2 separate regions of the Rattus norvegicus genome follow, and region 2 is linked to region 1. A link is a contact called in public Hi-C data. All regions are on one chromosome and are shown on one strand. The core of a region is the stretch at or near the end of the contact, and the rest is flanking DNA. Distances in the headings are between cores, read along the strand shown.

Evidence for each region. A called contact is a pair of places that touch in the nucleus more often than the background predicts.
Region 2: a contact with region 1 is called in a Hi-C map of Schwann cells, with 4 times the contacts expected there. The contact joins two enhancer-like sites. A contact is called at or near these places in 4 of 12 Hi-C or Micro-C datasets (the A7r5 cell line, the Rat2 cell line, Schwann cells and 1 more).

The regions. Positions count from the first base shown.
Region 1 is chr5:136,025,828-136,031,703 of GRCr8, reverse strand. It overlaps a transcript of Rnf220 not described here. Among named protein-coding and RNA genes, the nearest start is that of Rnf220, 35 kb to the right of the region's middle. Within about 2 kb of position 2,228, at least 13 of the 93 cell types and tissues checked have an H3K27ac peak or open chromatin away from gene starts, as enhancers often do. A contact at or near this core is called in Schwann cells, where this site is marked.
Region 2 is chr5:136,183,172-136,189,047 of GRCr8, reverse strand. It overlaps a transcript of Rnf220 not described here. Among named protein-coding and RNA genes, the nearest start is that of Eri3, 67 kb to the left of the region's middle. Within about 2 kb of position 3,212, at least 38 of the 93 cell types and tissues checked have an H3K27ac peak or open chromatin away from gene starts, as enhancers often do. A contact at or near this core is called in Schwann cells, where this site is marked.

The DNA of each region.
Region 1 (5,876 bases), core at 979-3,478:
ACATAAAAGAACACACAACACAATAATCTTTGACTCAATTGGTAAGATATAATTACCCACTTAAACATACAAAGCTCAGTACCGTCCATCCCTTAGGAACATTAATAACAACCTGTAAATACACAGAGCAGAATCTTAACATCACCTGCCACGGCTTCTCCCCTCTCTCCGTCTCTTGTCTCTCCTCCTCTTCCTTCAAACTTCTCTCCCGCCCATCCTTCCTTCTCCTCCAATGACAGGCCTCCTTCTATCTTGTACCTGCCTCTCACGTGTACTTTACAAATTCAATGGTGAGGTTCTGGTGAAGTCACCTGATACCTGAGTATGTGACTAGGCAGCTGTCCTTGGGGCAGTGGAATTAGCATCAAAATACAGTAACTTCAGGGCAAACAACAACATATTAGTAATAAGATGTTGATGACAGCAAACGCTCATTGAAAGGACTTGGAAGGACCCAACACGAGTCAAATATCCTTACCTGTAGCCCTGTCAAGTGGGGACTTGACTTTTCCCACTACACAGATGCAGCACAGAGAAATTAAGTAACTTTTTCAAGGTATTCAAAAGGGTGAAAAATAACTCATAAAAATATAGACTACTTTTTGTAGATGTGGAGGTGTCCTCTAACTGCAGGGGTGGTTTTCCCAAGTAAAGGGGCTTGCTTATTTGTTTGGTTGTTTGTTTGTTTGAGAATAAAGTCTTTCGGTGTAGAGTTCAGACTGGCCTAGTGTCTAGGCTAGGCTCATAGTAACTCATGGCAAGCCTCCTGCCTTACTCCCCCCACCCCCCAAGTACTAGGATTGCAGAGTTAGCCGCCATACCTGGCTCAGATTTATAAATGGAAAGGGGTCGATGCATGTGGAAGCAGCCCTCGCTCGGTTTATTCCCCTGCATTCTCTATCTGAAGTGTGGGTCGCTGCAGGCAGCCTTCCAGGTAGGGCAAGGCCAAAATGCTCCTACTTCAATTGCTATCCTTCAAATCAATTAACCAATTACAGATCAGTTAATTCATTCATTTGCATTCTCACTTTTAAAAAACAAATCACAGAATGTGTCAGCCTTGGAAGGGGCCAGCCGATGTAGACTGTTACCACTAAGGCATCTGCCTCTACCACCCAGCAAGGCCAGACGATGGACAAGAATGGAGAGGAAGGGGCTGGAGAGAGGGTTCAGTGGTTTAAGAGCACTGGCTGCTCATCCAGGAGCCATGAGTTCAATTCCCAGCAACCACTTGGTGACTCACAGCCTTCTACAAGAGGATCTGATGCCCTCTTTTGTCATGCAGGCACACATGCAAATAGAGCTGTCATACACATTAATAAATTCACAAAATAAGAATAGAAGGGAGGAAGGTCCTAATAGAAATGTAGGTTTGGAAAGGATATCCTTGCCCGATTTCTCACAGAGCCACACCACCGCCTCCTTTTTCCCCTGCAGCTGGGGCTCTGCCCTCCCTCATCCTAAGACAAAGCAGAGTGGCTGGGATAAAGAGCCCTTTGCACCCAGTGGAAGGGTCTGGAGCATGCGGGGTCTCTAGATTGCCAGACTGCCTATCGCCACTGCCTGCAGCAATGGCTCCTGTACAGGCATGTGGCCTCAGACCTCCACTGCCCATCACTCTGTCATAGGCTGGCCTCCAGAGGAGAGTGAGGCAGAAGACCCGGAAGGCTATGGTGGATGATGAAGGGAGGAGACAAACAGTGGGGACCCCCTAGGAACAGGCGTTAGCTGGAGAATGTGGGGTTGGGTGTGAGTTTAGGGAGGCTAGGGGACGGTTGGCTCAGAGACCTGGAGTTAGATTCCACGTTGTTTTGGTCTAGTTAAGTCCACCTCCCCCCAAAAGAAGGGGATTGAAATCGTAGTAACCCTGGGCTCTGATATGGAACCTAATGTAGCAACAACATAAGAGTAGCGAAGTGGAGGATGGTTTTGGAGGACAGTGGAGCCTGTGACTTGTCCAGTGGGGAGCTGCCTAGTCAGTCCCTTGACACTCATAGCACGGCCAGTGGCCAGCATCACCTAGGAGCTTCTTAGAAATGCCACCTAGGCCCCACTCCAGAGCTGGTGAATCAAATCTACGTCTTCACATGACCCCCCAACTGTCCGGAGGACACTTAGTTTGAGAGGCCTATGAGAAAGCTTTTCTGGCAGGCCTGAAGCAGGGGCAGGAAGCCAGGGGGCACCCATGGCACGAGGGCCCCTGCCTAGCACCCCCTCCTAGTGCTAGAGCCACAGCGACACCTACTGGCCGAGAACGTCTAGGCCGCCTCCTCCAGGACGTGCGCTTTACAGTCCATCCAGCCTTTCCTAGCCTGAACCCCGAATTAAAGCTGGAATTCCTGAGTTCTGGGGATCTGCTCCCCAGTGAATCTGGAGTAGTTACAGAGTGGTCATGAGTTCGGTGTGAAACAGCTGCGTATAGGCTGGGAACCTGGGGCCCTGGGGTAAAGAAAGCGGGTGTCTTCTTAGGCACACAATGCGTAGGACACATCCCAAGTCCTGGTCAAGACTCAGCAGCACTGAGCACATGTTCGTTGGCTATTGTTACTCAGAGCCAGGTCCAGATGGCCAGGGTTCAGCATTGCGCACCACTGCCCTATGAGAAGCTGGGATTTAGATGAGCATCTAAATGCTTATCTCCAGTAGGGGGACCTTAAGAGAAGTCACCGGTTTAAAAGCAGCTTGGCAAAGTGTCAGATATTTACGACCCAAGGTGGTGGTCAGTCGTTGCTCACTCTCGTGACAGAATTCTAAGTCAAAGGGGACGATAAGGCCAAAGGGCTCCAAAGTATAAGGAAGGACGCCAACCACTTTTGAGGCAAGTCTCAGCTGACCTCACCCCAAGGGACTTGGTTCACCGGGGCTGTCAGGGAGAGGTCTTATTTCTGGACAGTAGAGACCACCCCTGTCATTTCCAAATCCCTGCTATTGCTGGCCCCTCCCTCTAGCCAGCTCTCCGCTGTGTGAAGAGGTTTGCCTGGAACTAAATGAATGTGATTGCCCACAGTGCTTGTCATTAGTGGTGATTAGTTAAAACATCAGAGTCTAAACAGTCAATTGGTTCTAATAATTAATACTGTGGTTCAACTGTGATGGAGAAAGGGAGGGGAAAGGAGACGAGAAAAGAGAAAGGAAACCCAGACTGACAGATGAGCCCCAGCCTCACAGCTACTGTTTCTTGACCTGCCTTGGTACTCTGTGCTAGGGCGCTTCTGCCCCGAACCCTGCTCTCATAAATCACGCCGTTCTCTTAGGCAATATCATCATCATCATTATTATCATCTCTGATCTGTAGCCAAGAGAAATGCGGTGCAGGCATATAAAAGCAACTTGATCCTCAGTAACAATTTGTTAAGCGAATAAATAAATATGGATAAAGGAACCAGAACTGAAAGCTTAGGCCTGATTCCAAACCCATGGCACACCCTTCTCCCAGCCACACCCTCACATTCTTCACACACAGTAGTCTGTGTCCTTCCCACATGGTCCCTGCCCACGGCTCCCACGCACAGCTTCCTGTCCGTTCCCCTGCCCGTCCTTTAAAGCCTGTCTCTTATACCAGTTCTTAGATTGTCCCTGGCCCATCATAACACCACTCAAAGAGTGACTGGGAAACGAAGCACATATTCCTGTCCGGCTCCTACATACATTCTGCCTCCCATGTCCTTCACCTCAGGAGTCAGGCCTCAAAGGCTGGGCTTTCTAACCTTTAACTGTCCCACCCACAGATCTGGAAGGGTGGCGTGGACTTTCCTGCCTGGTCCTGGGAAAGGAGTTACCATCGTGGAGCAGTCTCCGCCGCTCCCTACCCCCTCCCAGGTCAGGAGTAGCAGCAGGAGCAGCAATGAGCAGGATGGCTGTGTGTGCATTGCTATTAATCACCCCTCCTGGTCCGCTAACGAGGCTAATGCGGTAACTGACAATAGCCCATCTTGGTTCCTGATTTAGGGGCTCGGGACGGAAGCTGGGCTCCTGGGAGTGAAGACGTGAATTCTCCACGACACTAAACCTTCAAATAAATCTCCTCCAGTCAGAGAAGCCCAGGGCACTAAATCCCACGCGCCGGTAATTGAAACCCTTAGAGCTTTCTTGGTAGGGAAATAGCTGAGCGAGAGCGCAGCCCAGGGGTTCCGGGTGGAGTGGTGGGCTAGCACGCAGACCTGGAGAGGGTGCCGTGATGGGGGAGGCTTCCAGGAGCACATGGGATGCCTGTTCTGATACGTACGTCTACCGGTCAGTGTTCCAGGCATGAGCTTTTCTATCTGGCTATGTTTGCCAGTCCACTGTTTTCCCATCAGGTCTATAAACACTTGATTTGGAAGCAAGAACAATTACAGAGAGCCTCCATATTTTGAACTCCTTGGGACATTTCACTCTTATTGAATAAAGGTGCTTGTAAGCAAAAGAAATTCTCAGCAGGACCCAGGTAGCCTTCCTTTACCTGGTCCCACCAATCTTACCCTCATCCCTCTCTTTCCGAGGCCCCGCCCACATGCCTCTCACATCCTCCCCCAACAACTCGGTCATTGGATTAGTCAACATTTACTAATACCTGCTCTATACCAAACTCTAGACCAGGTCCTGAACATACTGGATGAATCAGACTCCCTCCTGCCCTCACGGAGCTCAGGACAGGAAGGGAAGCAAATAAACGCATAACTGCGGTACTATGCGTGCACAAAGATGAGGTGAAGGAAAGAGAAAGAATGAATAAAGTCAGACATGGTGGTGGTGCACACCTTAAGCTCAGCACTGGGGAGGCAGAGGCAGGCAGATCTCTGTGAGTTCGAGGCCAGCCTGGTCTACAGAGTCACTTCCAGGACAGCCAGGGCTACATAGTGAGACCTTGACTCGAAAGGAAAGAAAGAGAATGAGTCTGCCTCCAGGAAGCAGAGACACTGCAGGATTTTTTTAACGGGATAAGAACTACAGGTTGCCCGTGGAGAGAGGGGTGTCAAGGGCGTCATTGGCAGTGAGAACAATGGAGTAGAGCTAACTCTTGGACAACCATACCACACAGTGTTGCTGGAGGGGATGTGAAGCTGCAGAGGGACTAGAAGATAACAACAACTTCAGAAGTTATGACATGGGAGGGTTCGTAAGTGGTTGGACGATGAGATCTGAGTTGTGTCTTAGGAAGATGCTCCTCTCTACAGAGATAGCAACGGGATAGCGGGACTTACCAGCAGAGATAGACAATGATGGTGTCCGAACACCATCCGATGACAGAGGAGAGATGTCCCGCTGGATCCTTACAGAATGAGACAGCCAAGAAGGCAATTTCCTCCAGTCGGGAGCCTGAAGAAAGAGCAATCGTGGAGAGGGTGAATCTAGGGAAGGCTGTGGGTGGTGGTGCACACTGGGACAGAAACCAGGAGGCAGGCAAAGCTAGAGAAAGATGCACCCATCGCAGGCATGCTGTGCCCTGAAGGACCGTGGTACCTCAAAATGGAGAAGTCTCGGTGTTATATATGGTTGAGGATCAGAGGTAGGAACTGAAAGAACGACCCTAGAGGAGGCACTCAGCATCCATAGGGAGAGCGGAGAATGGGGACAAGGATACTGAGTGTGGGGCAGTAGAGTGGTTGATAGCACAGACTCCAAAAGCCGCATCGCCCGCACTGAAGGTCTAACACAGCTACCCATCGTAACCATGGGCAAGCCACAGAACTTTCTGTGCCCCTGACTACAGGACAGGATAAGTCGCGCGATGCTGGGTGCAGAACACGCATATGGTATTGTTGCTCCCCGCACCCCTTGTCTCTTCATTCATCTCCAACTCAGCTAGCACATCTCAGGTTCTGGCCGTCCCTCAGGGAAACATACGTGGATTTCCCTGACCAATAGAAATGTCCACAGTATTGGCTCCATAGACT
Region 2 (5,876 bases), core at 1,963-4,462, 160 kb before region 1:
GTGTTGAAGGCTCCTGGCCCCTGCTAAAGCTTTGTTGGGTCAGGGTGTGACCAGGTCTTCCCCACTTTTCCCTCCAAGTACAAGTTGAAAATGAAATCCTCTCAAAACCAGTGTGTGGTAAAGTAACACTGGGTGATCAAGACTCCTTTCTCCTCGCCCCACAAACCCTGCTTACTTTTATTTTGTTACCATTTGAGCCCAAACCGGTGTCAGACTGCCAGAGCAGGCACAAGCTTGTTAGTCAAGTCAGAACCCATAGTGTGGCTATCCATTCCCCTCTGCGTGTCAAAGCCATAACTCTTCTGTTTGCCTGGTTTGCATTGTATGGTGGTGCCATCCCCCGTGGAGATGGATCCCTCACACAGGAATACGCCTGGGTGGAGAAAAATTAAATGAGTCTGTCTTCCAAGTGAAATGGAATTCTGACCTTGAAATTAATGGGACTCTGATCAAAAGGGCGGGGAAACTTCTTTATTTCAAAATGTCTTATGAATGGGGAACCTTCTTTCCTTTTGTTTAAAATATCCTTCCTTTATAGACTACTTTGTGTTCTTCCCCTTGTGCTTGTAGGAAGATCTGGGAGTACAGGATCCTTTACACACCCAGATTACTAGGGTTGTATTTAAGACTAATCTTTGGGGTTGGGGATTTAGCTCAGTGGTAGAGCGCTTGCCTAGGAAGCGGAAGGCCCTGGGTTCGGTCCCCAGCTCCGAAAAAAAGAACCAAAAAAAAAAAAAAAAAGACTAATCTTTAAACAGAAACAAAGGCATCAAGTGAAGAGAAGACTGTGCCCAGTGGTGGCCCTGGATCTATGCCTCCTTCCCCTTCCTTGCCTCAGGTGACATAACTGCTACCTTTGCAGGGGCAGAACCCATGCAGGTGGCCGACACCTATGTTTTTGATTCTGAGCTTTTGGAAGGAAGGAGAGACATTTTCTTCTAGGAAGGCTAGAAGAGCACCGTGACAAAGTCGGTGGCAGCTTTCTTGGCTCCTGTCATACACCCCGACATGTGTCAGAATATTTATGGTCTGTTTTATGTAAATACATATTTAAGGGCCGTTAGGAGGCCTGATTATCCCCACTAGATGCCTTTCGGGTCCTCCCTACAGAACCGTTTTGAAATAAGTAATATTTCTCAGATAATCGAGTGACAGTATACAAGACTGCTTCCAAAGGGAGAGAGAGCTCAGGGGCAGATGGGGCAGCAGTGGGGGTTGGGAAGCCAGAAGAGTGGAGAGCAACTGTTCAGAGGAGCATGGGCACAGGATGCCATGCCTGTGCCCACACTGCCAAATTGAGCCGTGTGTGTTTTAGATTTGTCAATTATTAAAATTTAGAATTAATTTCTGATATGGTTGGCTGATTTTTTTTTTCAGTTTTGTCAGGCAAATATTTTCTCATAGACCATTTTTCTAAGACTTAATTAAATGTAAGAGTAAAAGTCCTACATGGGAACTGAGCCTCATAGAATTTATAGTTTTGCTGGTAGGTGGGGTGGGGTGAGCATGGTGTTCAGGTTCCTTATTGGGTGTAGAAGTTTTCTGACTGTGTTTTAGGTTGCTGGAGATCAGTTTTATAATGGAAACACTGACAGGTTTTACTGTGGCAGCCACCCCCTGCTCTTGGTTTGCATCCATATGCAGATATGTTCACGCGCCTTTCAAAAGGACGCCTGCAGACATGCTGTAGTGCACACGTGTTCAGCCCTTAACTGGAGTGCTGATAGGCAGGGTTTCTTTTGTGATTAAATGTGTGTAGGAAAAAGAAAAACAGACACAAGTATATCTGTTTGGGGGGTGTCCTCTCTTCTAGTGGGGATTTTCGGTTGCTTGCCTGTCTACCCACCTGGTTTTGCAGGTGACCCCAAGGTAGGTGTTGGGCCCTGTGAAGCAAGGTGGCCTGCGGGACCGACTTACTGGCCCTGGAAAATGGGAGATGTGGTTTTGTGAGAAGCTGTTCACGAAGGATGCGTAATTCCCCAGGAAGGAGACCGAGGTAACTCCCGTTTATTGTCATTCCCTGAACCAGTCCCCAAGGCTCCTTGTCCAGGGAAATGACGCTAGAATTTATGGGCCAATTACGAACAGCCCATGTTGTGTGTTACATATGAAGTGTCTATAGATGTGTTTCCCAGGGCCTTTAAAATAAACATTCCTCATTAAGGAAACTTTACAGCAAAAGAGGAGGTAAGTCCTACGCGCTGCCCGGTGTCAGCGTCCACATTTATTACTCCCTCCGTGTGCCCTCTGGAGCCTGCCATGTGCATCTATCTCTTGATGGCATCCTTCAGACCATCCCTGTGCCCACATTCCAGCCTGACCTGTCACACCTTTGACCAGCCTTCTTATCTAACCCCACATTGGGGTTGGTTAACATGTATGCTTACTCTAGACCTGAGAGAAGTCAGAACTGTCCCTGTGGAGCTGTGGCTGGCTTTGCCTTCTGGTTTACCCCAGGAAGGGACACCGGTCACTAATCATTAGTGGTTCCCTTGGACTTCTCCCCTTAGCCTTCCCTGTGGCCAGGGAACTTGAGATCTCCCAGAAGCCCCTGTCTTGCTCATCTTTTGATATATTTGGAAAGTCAGCCAGCCCCAGGTCCCAAAAGCCCTGATTGGAGGTGGTACTTTGCATTCTAGATTCGTCTTTATAAAGGCACAGGTCATGGAAGACCCTATGAATCAGTCTAGCCCACTCAGGCCAAAGCAGCTTGGAAAGCCAGCTGACATCATAGGGGGCGAGATAAAGCGGATACTTTCCAAAGACTCTGGGATCCGAGTGGGCAGGGAACACTAGTTCCCAGGCTCCATCTCTGGACTGCAGCTGGACTGCAGCTGGAGCAGATGACCAGTGTGAAGGGTCAGCCACTGACCAGAAAGAGGGGTCAGAGGGTTGCCTGTATCTTGACTGCTTGGGTCCTGCCTGCCCAGGTCTAGCCCTGTGATGCGCTCAGCTGCTTTGGGTTCTCCTCCCACCCCATTCTCCCGCGGGGCAAGAACTCCTGTGATGTGTGTGGTTGTTACCGTTTGTTCACTCCCAACACAGTCACGGATACTCCCTTTCATGCTGCTGGGTTTAATTGTCTTGTTGGGATAAAGAAATGTTTGCACAGCTAAAGTGGGGCCGGGCTGAACGGGAGCGGTCCCCGATGGCTACAGAGCCATCTGGCCTGGCTTGGCTCTGTTCTGCGCGCTGCTCGCCGGCGCCCGGGCTGGCTCTGGCGGCCGCTCTCCCCGGCCCTCGCCCGTGGTCGCCTCTCACGGAGGGAATGCCTCATCACCATGGTGAGACGTGGACCCCGGGGCCGTCCTCCCTCCTTGCCCAGCGCCCTCCCTCGAGTCAATTGTCATGCAGAAGCGATCCGGACTGCCGTTTCCTCACGGCCGCCAGCCAGCGCCTGGCTGCCCGCATCGGGGTGGCTGGTAATTGACCGTGGGGGGGAGGGCGCGGGGACGCGCGCACAGGCCGGGCCACCCAGTGGGCAGCGCCTGTGGCCCAGGTGGCCCCACAAGAGCTTTTAGGGATGCGGTTGACCTCGCCGTCGCTCTTCAGGAGAAGTCCGCGCGCGGTCCCCAGGGTGCGGGGAAGGTCCGTGCGACACCCTACCCCCCGCCCTCCACGTCCCCAGGCGCCCACGTCGCTCTAAGAACCCAGTTCCTTGGCAATGACAGCGACCGGGCGAGATATGCAGGCTGGTGCCCGGGAGTGATTGGAACTCCACGCGCGCGTGCGGGTGGCCATAGAGCGGGCGGGGCACTGAGCCAGGAGGGGGCCGAGGTCGTGAGGACCCAAATGGACTTGTGCACACGCATGTGGACCCAGCTTTCCTCTGGGTAGTAGGGCTTTGAGGCTTCTCCTTTCGGTTTCAAAAAGAATTTCTCCCCTTCATCTTGCTTTTCGAATCTGTAAAATATTCCGGAGTCCGGCTTGGTGAATCTGCAGGATTGCTGGTATTCGGGCGAGGCAGCCGCGGTCGCCTATGACGCTGGGAAGCTCGCAACCAGCACAGCGGGACTCGTTAAAGTCAAGGCAATTTCTGGAACTCTTCCCACGGGAAGTTGTCCGGAACTGCCTTCCGGTCAGCAGTCCCAGGTTGATTATTTGGTAGCCCCCCACCCTTTTTGTTGTTTGAAAACAAAACAAAAACGTCACAAATAGAACAAAACCTCACACTGAATCCAAAGTTGCTCTCTGCCCTCTATCCTCTTTAGTTAGGCAGAAGAGAACTGAAAAATAAATTTTTTTCTTATTTTTAACCCTTACTAACTACCACCATCTGGTCAATAAATATTAGCACAAGATAAAATGTAACATTTGCGAATACTCCAGACTTAAAGTGTCAATTCATTTAATCGAGTTGAAAATTTTAATGTTTTTTTTCTTGGTTTTAACCCATAAACCACATGCATCTGGTTAATAAATAAAAGACCACATGTTGACATTGCTCTTATAAGTACTTGAGATTTGGGGTGATGATACATGTCATAATAAAATCCACACGATTTTAACACTAAAATAACCATAATTTTTGGAATTGAATATTCCTACATGTTAACAGTCGTTCTCAGCACCATTTTTATCTCTCTTAAAGAAGCTGAAAACTTCAAGATAATGTATTGCTATTCAGCCACCAACATGCCTTACAAATTTTAAAAGTGTCACTTCAATTGTGCATTTGTAACTGAACAGAATGTGTTTTTATCCTCGAAGTGTGTGCTCCGGGTGGGGGATTGATAAATATCTCTTTGGGGGAAAGAGAAACATTTCTTGCAAGAAGAACTTTGTGGCAGGCAAGGTAGTGCATACTTTTAATCTCAACCCTGGGGAGGCAGAGGCAGGTGGATCTCTGTGAGTTCAAGTCTAGCCTGGTCTATTACTACTACTACTACTACTAATAATAATAATAATAATAGTAATAGTAATAATAATAGTAATAATAATGATAAACAAATGAATAGAACTTTATTATTTCTTTTCCAGGTTAAGGACATGGAATGGATAACCCTGGTAGAGGCTAGATAAACAGGAATTTATCCCATTTCAGCCCTACCCAATGGGCTAAACTTATTTTTTTAAATCTTGGCTACATTTTAGTTTTGGTATTGTGTAAGGGGGGAATGTGTTGTGTGTGTGTGTGTGTGTGTGTGTGTGTGTGTGTGTGTGTGTTTATTGCACTCTTGCCAAACATATCAAAGGGCTTACTACATTTTAGGTGAGGTCAAATATATGGACCTAGGTTCAGTCTAGACTTCGAAGTTCCTATTAGCACACTACTCATTTGCTACAGGACCACACTCATTCTAAAGATATGCAGGCTCGAGCCAAGACAGGGGTCCTTGAGCTTGATGAACAAAAGGAGGGGAGATACATGAAATCTTTTCCTCAAATGCAGACTTATTTTCCTGATGATGTGGGGGTAGTAAAACACTGCCATAACATAAAAATAATTGAAATTTACTCCCCCCCCCAACCTTCTTCTAGGAACTCAAGAGTGGAGCCTCTTCTGTCCATGTGTTCCCACAGTATGGAGCCCATAAACCCAGGTTTTACACCTTCTTTGAGTGTGTGTTTAAAAGTTTCTGTCTAGATCCTAGTTGAAGCTAGAAGTAATCGAGCAATCCGGGAGCCACGTAAGCACATAGAACCGGCTGGCCATTCAGATATTCCATGGTCTGTCTGGAACTGAAGCGGGGCACAGGTAGCATGGTGTCAAGAGACAGCAAGCTCCGTAAGCCTCCTACGGCTCGCCTCATGAGAACTGTCTTTTCCCACTGAAATCCTTTTGTGGCTGAGACATATAGCTCTGCACCTATCTCAGAGCAGCAGGGACAGGGCTGGGGGCTTGGGGTGGGGGAGGGCAGGAGCAGCCCTGGAAA